2 separate regions of the Mus musculus genome follow, and region 1 is linked to region 2. A link is a contact called in public HiChIP or PLAC-seq data. All regions are on one chromosome and are shown on one strand. Each heading gives the region's core, a stretch centred on a gene start, on an enhancer-like site or on the middle of the called end of the contact. The rest is flanking DNA. Distances are from core to core; before and after follow the strand shown. Region 1 has its middle 20 kb from the start of Zscan10. Region 2 holds the start of Zfp213 (zinc finger protein 213).

The links. HiChIP or PLAC-seq counts read pairs in DNA pulled down with a chosen protein or histone mark.
Region 1: an H3K27ac HiChIP or PLAC-seq map of regulatory T cells shows a contact between it and region 2, with 4 times the contacts expected there. The contact joins the enhancer-like site here to the promoter of Zfp213 in region 2. A contact is called at or near these places in 18 of 39 promoter capture datasets (the 3T3-L1 cell line, the C10 cell line, the HPC-7 cell line and 10 more), 10 of 15 datasets of contacts at CTCF or cohesin (CD8 T cells, the G1E-ER4 cell line, the NIH/3T3 cell line and 5 more), 152 of 484 Hi-C or Micro-C datasets (the 3T3-L1 cell line, 3T3-L1-derived adipocytes, the AML12 cell line and 79 more), 38 of 115 datasets of contacts at active chromatin or transcription factors (the 230-238 cell line, CD8 T cells, DN3 thymocytes and 21 more) and 5 of 9 other capture datasets (adipose tissue, embryonic stem cells, liver and 2 more).

What each region holds. Positions count from the first base shown.
Region 1 is chr17:23,619,241-23,622,100 of GRCm38.p6, reverse strand. It overlaps the pseudogene Gm7912. Among named protein-coding and RNA genes, the nearest start is that of Zscan10, 20 kb to the right of the region's middle. Within about 2 kb of position 1,565, at least 22 of the 459 cell types and tissues checked have an H3K27ac peak or open chromatin away from gene starts, as enhancers often do. A contact at or near this core is called in CD4 single positive thymocytes, CD8 T cells, CD8 central memory T cells and 8 more, where this site is marked.
Region 2 is chr17:23,562,752-23,565,654 of GRCm38.p6, reverse strand. Zfp213 (zinc finger protein 213) reads left to right here and starts at 1,429. Exons shown (of 6, transcript NM_001033496.3): 1 at 1,429-1,686. 6330415G19Rik (RIKEN cDNA 6330415G19 gene) reads right to left here. Exons shown (of 2, transcript NR_126484.1): 2 at 361-1,885.

The sequences.
Region 1 (2,860 bases), core at 316-2,815, 56 kb before region 2:
AGCAAGTGCTCTTAACCACTGAGCCGACTCTCCATCACCTACCCTCTCAACCTCTTCCTCCCTTCACTCCAAATGCCACCCCTTCCTTCTTCAAGTCCTCTCCTTTTAATTGACTGATTGATTAGTTTTTATTTTGTAACGCCTTTAGTCCAGTTAGTATTGTCTGTTGGGCAACTGGGCATGCTCAGGAGGACTTAGTGGGCTGGGGAATTGGGCAGGAAAAGGGATCTAACCTGGATGTTCCTGGTAGAGAGATGGCCTGACAATGGAGCTTGGGGAAGTAGGGGACAGCATGCGGCTCAGAGCATTCTCGTGTCTTCTAAAGCACTAACAACAATAGTCTTGTGCCTCTGCTCTCACTGGCTTGACCTTGCGCTTTTGCGGATGAGCAGAGCTACAGTGAACTCATCTGTACAGTGGAGTGGCCGTGTGCAGAAGCCAGCCTTTCGCAGCTCTCTTTCCCCTTCTTCTGCTCCTCCCTTCTTCCCATCCCTCTTCCTCAGTGCTCCCCGAGCCTTAGTCTGGGGCTAGGGAGGAGCACCACTTGAGTCTCAGCATTAACTGCTGCCCATTGTCCTGAGAAGCTTCTCAATACTGTGAGTTAACAGTATTGTTTTCTTCTCTCTGGCCTATGGGTTTCTGAGCCATGGGCTTTTAAAACCAGATTTATGGGTGTAGTGGTGCAGCACTTTCTTCCGGTAAAATCCACCGTGAAGAAGAAAGAACATCAGGAGCTAAGGTTTAGTTTAAACCTGTAGTGGCTGCTTGGAAAATGAAGATGCTCTTAAAAAAACAAGAAGAAAAAAAAAAAAGAAAGAAAGAAAAGAAAAGAAAAGAAAAGAAAAGAAAAGGAAGATGCAGACTCCAGATTGGAGGCTTATGTGTTTGTCATGCAAAGGCAGCAGACTAAAGGAGAGACGTGACTGCCCTGAGCAGTGACTGAAAACTGTAAGCCCTGGAACAGATTTGTGGAAGACGAGGGACATCTAAGCATTCCATATTGGAAGAAGAGACTTTGTTTTTGTTTGTTTTTTCGAGACAGGGTTTCTCTGCATATCCCTGGCTGTCCTGGAACTCACTCTCTAGACCAGACTGGCCTCGAACTCAGAAATCTGCCTGCCTCTGCCTCCCAAGTGCTGGGATTAAAGGCAAGTGCCACCAAGCCAGGCCTAAGAAGAGACTTTTATACATGAAAAAAAAATGCCTTTGTTTAGTAAATCACACAAAAATCCAGCAGAAATTGTCAAAATTCTGAAAGACAACCTGGCCGTTTTGGAAAAGCAAGACAAAAAGACAGATAATGCTTCATCAGAAGTGACAAGATCTCTGTAAGCAATGAAGGAAATTCTGTGTGGAATAAATGACAAGGACCCCACCCCCACCCCCAGAAGCAGTGGCTCAGCTGGCACAGGAGCTCCACAGCAGGGGGTTGCTGGTGACACCAAAAAAAGATGTGATCCAGATAGTCAACAACATCCTGAGAAGACAGATTGGTACCTGGTGTCCTACTGTGGAGTGCGTCAGTTCTCATCTTCACATCCTGTTTATGCTTCTCAAAGGCTGTAAAGGCCCACAGGTTGCCTTACAGTGTGGTTGTGGATTACGCTGAGAGAGTGTTTTCAACATGAGCCACTTGTCAAGTCGTCCTCTTCTCTAATCAGTCAGAGACTTCAAGTGCGTGGCGCTGTCCACATCTGATATCGCTTCAGATGCCGTTGCTACTCTCAAGGATTTGTTAACCAGATACAAAGTGATGGTAGCAGACTTCTTAGAAGAATTATGACACTATTTTTGAAGATGATGAGAAACTGCTGCAGTCTGAGAACTCCGTGACAAAGAGACAATCTTTAAAGTTGCTCGTTGAGCTGATCCTGAATTGCCACAATTTCACCATTATGACTCAGGTATATCAACAAGCTGGAGAACCTGAGACCGATGATGAACCTGCTTCTAGACAAAAGCCCAAACCTCCAAGTAAAAGCCTTTCACGTCTTTAAGGTGTTTGTGGCCAGCCCTCACAAAATGCAGCCTATCGAGGAGATTCTGTTAAAAAATCAGCCCAATTCCTGCAGGGAGATTCCTGCTTGCATGTTGAAAGGACTATTTTTAACAATGGAGAAGAAAAGCTGAGACATGATGAGAAAAGCTGCTGAAGCATCCCAAACCTTGGAAATCAAGCAACTACTGGCTGTTGCCTTCTCACCTTCAAGTGAAAGACAACAATTGTGAGGATACTTCCACACCAGGCTCAAGGACCAGGCAACAATTGGACTGAGCATGGGGACCCCAATGGAGAAGTTAGAAGAAGAACTGAAGGAGCTGAAGGGGTTTGCAACACCATAGGAAGAACAACAGTATCAACCAACGAGACACCACAGAGCTCCCAGGGACTAAACCAATGAATACACATGGAGACACCCAGGGTTGCAGTTGCATGTGTAGCAAAGGATGGCCTGATCTGGCATTAATGGGAGGAGAAGCCCTTGGTCCTGTGAAGGCTTGATGCCCCAGCATAGGGGAATACTAAGACAGTGAAGCAGGAGTGGGTGGGTGGGTGGGGGAGCACGCTCATAGAAGCAGGGAGGAGGGGGGCAGAAAAGGGAGTTTTTTGAGGGGAAACAGGGAAGGAGGATACAGAGTGAGTTCCAGAACAGCCAGGGCTACACAAAGAAACACTGTCTTGAAAGAAAAAAAAAATTGAAATGTAAATAAATAGTGGCTATCAAAAAAAAAAAAAAAAAAAATCAGCCCAAACTCAATGAGTTTCTGAGCAGCTTCCAGAAAGCAAGGACAGATGATGGGAAGTTGGCTGATGAGAAGCACCACCCGATTAAACAGATTTGAGACTTGAAGAGAGCAG
Region 2 (2,903 bases), core at 180-2,679:
CACCCAACCGAGGTGAAGTTCCTGTGACAGCTTGACAAGAGTGGTTTGCATTAGTTACAGAGCCTCCTTTAGTCATAAGTAACCAGATATCGGCGTGGGATAGGAGGATATGCAACTTGAATATGTATGCATACTTATTACCCCCCACACATGTACTTTAGGCTTACACAAAAGACAACCAGAGTTTGTCTTCCATCACCTACATGGTGATGTCACAACCCTCTGTAACTCGAGGGGATCTAATGCCCTCTTCTGACCTCCAGAGGCACCAGGGATGAATGCTGTACATATGCACACATGCAGGTGAAATACTTATATCATAAAAAGTTTTTAAAAGAAAAAAAACACAGGACACTGTGATATACTACAGCTTCCACGGCAGTGAGATGTTTTCTTTCTTTGTTGATTGTGTGTTTTATTTCAGGGGTGGGGAGGTTGCAAAGGCAAGGAAGGATATGAGGCCAGAGAGATAAGTAGATCTGGGGTGCATGACGTGAAATACAGCCTTCACTACTCCACTGTATCACCTGGTCTGATACAGCAACATCAGGAAAGACAGTACAGTACAAGAATCTCGCAGCCTGATGTGCATTCAGGAGGCATCCTGCGAAGCAGGGTTTAGACAACTACAACCTTGCCTTTTAGCAATCAATTACAGAAGGAAATGTACCCTCTGTAGTCTACGTGGACATGGTTTCAGGGTATCTAGAATCCAGAGGCTTGTGGCAGCAAGAACTGAAGCCTGTCTCAAAACAGCCCTGCCTGAAGCTGCAGGGACAATCAGCTTTGATCAATGTGTAGTTCTCGAAAGGTGTCCATTGAGTGTTTCAGATAGCTGGTGCTGGCATGAGGTCAGTCCGGCTGGCTGTTTGACTAACAGTTCTTTTGCTCAAGGCAGCAAGGGAAACAAGGGAGAGTCCGACAGTTGCCACACAGAGTCAAATTGCCCCGTTCTGGTTTTGTCTATTTTATAGGAAAGTATGTTTACAATATAAAGGTAATTTACCATTAACACCAATAGTGACTTTAACAAACTACAGTAATGCTTAACACATGCCCGGGCAGAGGTGGGCCTCCTGTTCAGTGTCCCTAGGCATCAGGACTCCTGTTCCTCAGCTCAGTACAGATGTAGCTGCTGATAGGAGGGCAGGAGGTACTGACCATGATGGAGGCTCCGCTCGAATTAGACTGCACTTTCCAGGAAGCCCCGAGACCTCCCAAGCATCCGACTTAGGTATAGTGCGACCCAGAAAGCGAAAATGAGACTTCTTCCAAATCTCTAGCTCCAGGGTGTCAGATCGGCTTAGTCGTGAGAATCCTCCCTGTTCATTGGCTGCCCATCTCCGACATTCTGGATAGTACAAGCGCCAAATGCTTATCCCCGCGCATGCGCCAGCTGGTTTCCCAGCGCCCCCCGCGCGAGCTTCCTGCCCCGGGCGCTGCTGGGGAAGCGCCGAGCTCCCGCGCGGCTCTGGGCGGTGTGTCCTGGGGGCGGGACCGGCGCGTTGCGCAGACCGGATCCTGCGGATTCGGCGCTCGAGGCGCCTGCGGGAGAGGACAAGTTCCTGGGAGCAGCGCGGGCTGCCGGCGCCTCCGGGTTCTCCGGGTCTGCCACGCGGAGCCCGGCCACCCTCACCAGGCTGCTGGGGACCGTCCCCATTTCCCACGTCCTGCCGAGCGACCCTGGTGAGTCCGGGCCCTCCCTGAGGACACCTCCTCGGTCACTGGAGGATAAGGCAGAAGGCTCGAGAAGAGAAGCGTAAACGAAGTGCTTGTGGTAGTGGAGAAGAAATGGAAACCGCCCGTATGCATCACTTGGGTTGGTTGAGAAACTGAAGTACCCCGTGCCACGGAAGCGTATAGGTTCACTTTCGAAGAAACGTTGCTAGGTGAAAAATGGTTTGCTCATAAGATCTCATTTATGTAAAACACACATCCCGTGCTTGTAGATTCTGGAGATAACTATTTTCAGTAAAAAAATATGTCACCGTCATATATCAGATTGTCAGTGAATCAAAAAGAAACATTGTTATATTAACACTTCCCTCCCGTTCTTTAATTTATGATGTTCATGCTAATTAGACTGTTGAAATAAAAGAGAAAAATTCAAGTCACACGTATGAGAGTATGTGAAGTAATAACAACATAAAATACAAATACTTGCCATACATTCATATATAGTTGTGAATAAATGGTGTTCATGAGGCCTCCTACCCATCTGCCCCTTAATTGGAGTAAGGTGTTTCTGGAATTTGTAAGCTTTTTATTAAAAAAAAAACAAAAAACAAAGATTTTTATATGTCTTAAGTGTTGGCTTTCATGTATGTAAGTGTACCACATGTATGTAGTGTTCAAGAAGGGCCAACAGAGGCTGTCAGATACCTCAGAACTGGAATTACAGATGGTTGTGAGCCTCTATGTGGATGCTGGAAATTGAGTCTGGGGCCTTGACAAGACAAAGACATACTCTTAACCACTGAGCCATCTATCCAGCCCCATAAATTTGTGAGTTTTCAAATTTGAGAAAAATAACAGTATGGCCCATCAGTAGAGGGACTTAAGACTACATTTATAATTAAACACGATAATTATAATTTTTAAAAGACATTGTTACTCTATAGCTCAGACTGATTCTAACTCTGGCCACTCCTGCCTTGGTCCCTACAGTTCTTGGATTAGACATGTACCACTATGCATGCGCTGCTGTGCCCAGTGAAATTTTACAACTGAAGTATGTCTACTTAAAAACATACTTAAAAATAGCTCAAGTGGTGGCATGGGCCCCCCCAGCAGTTGGGAGGCAGAGGCAAGAGCATTTCTGAGTTTGGGGCCAGCCTGGTCTACAAGTGAGTTCCTTGCTACACAGAGAAACCTTGTCTTGAAAAACAAAACTAGAACAGCTC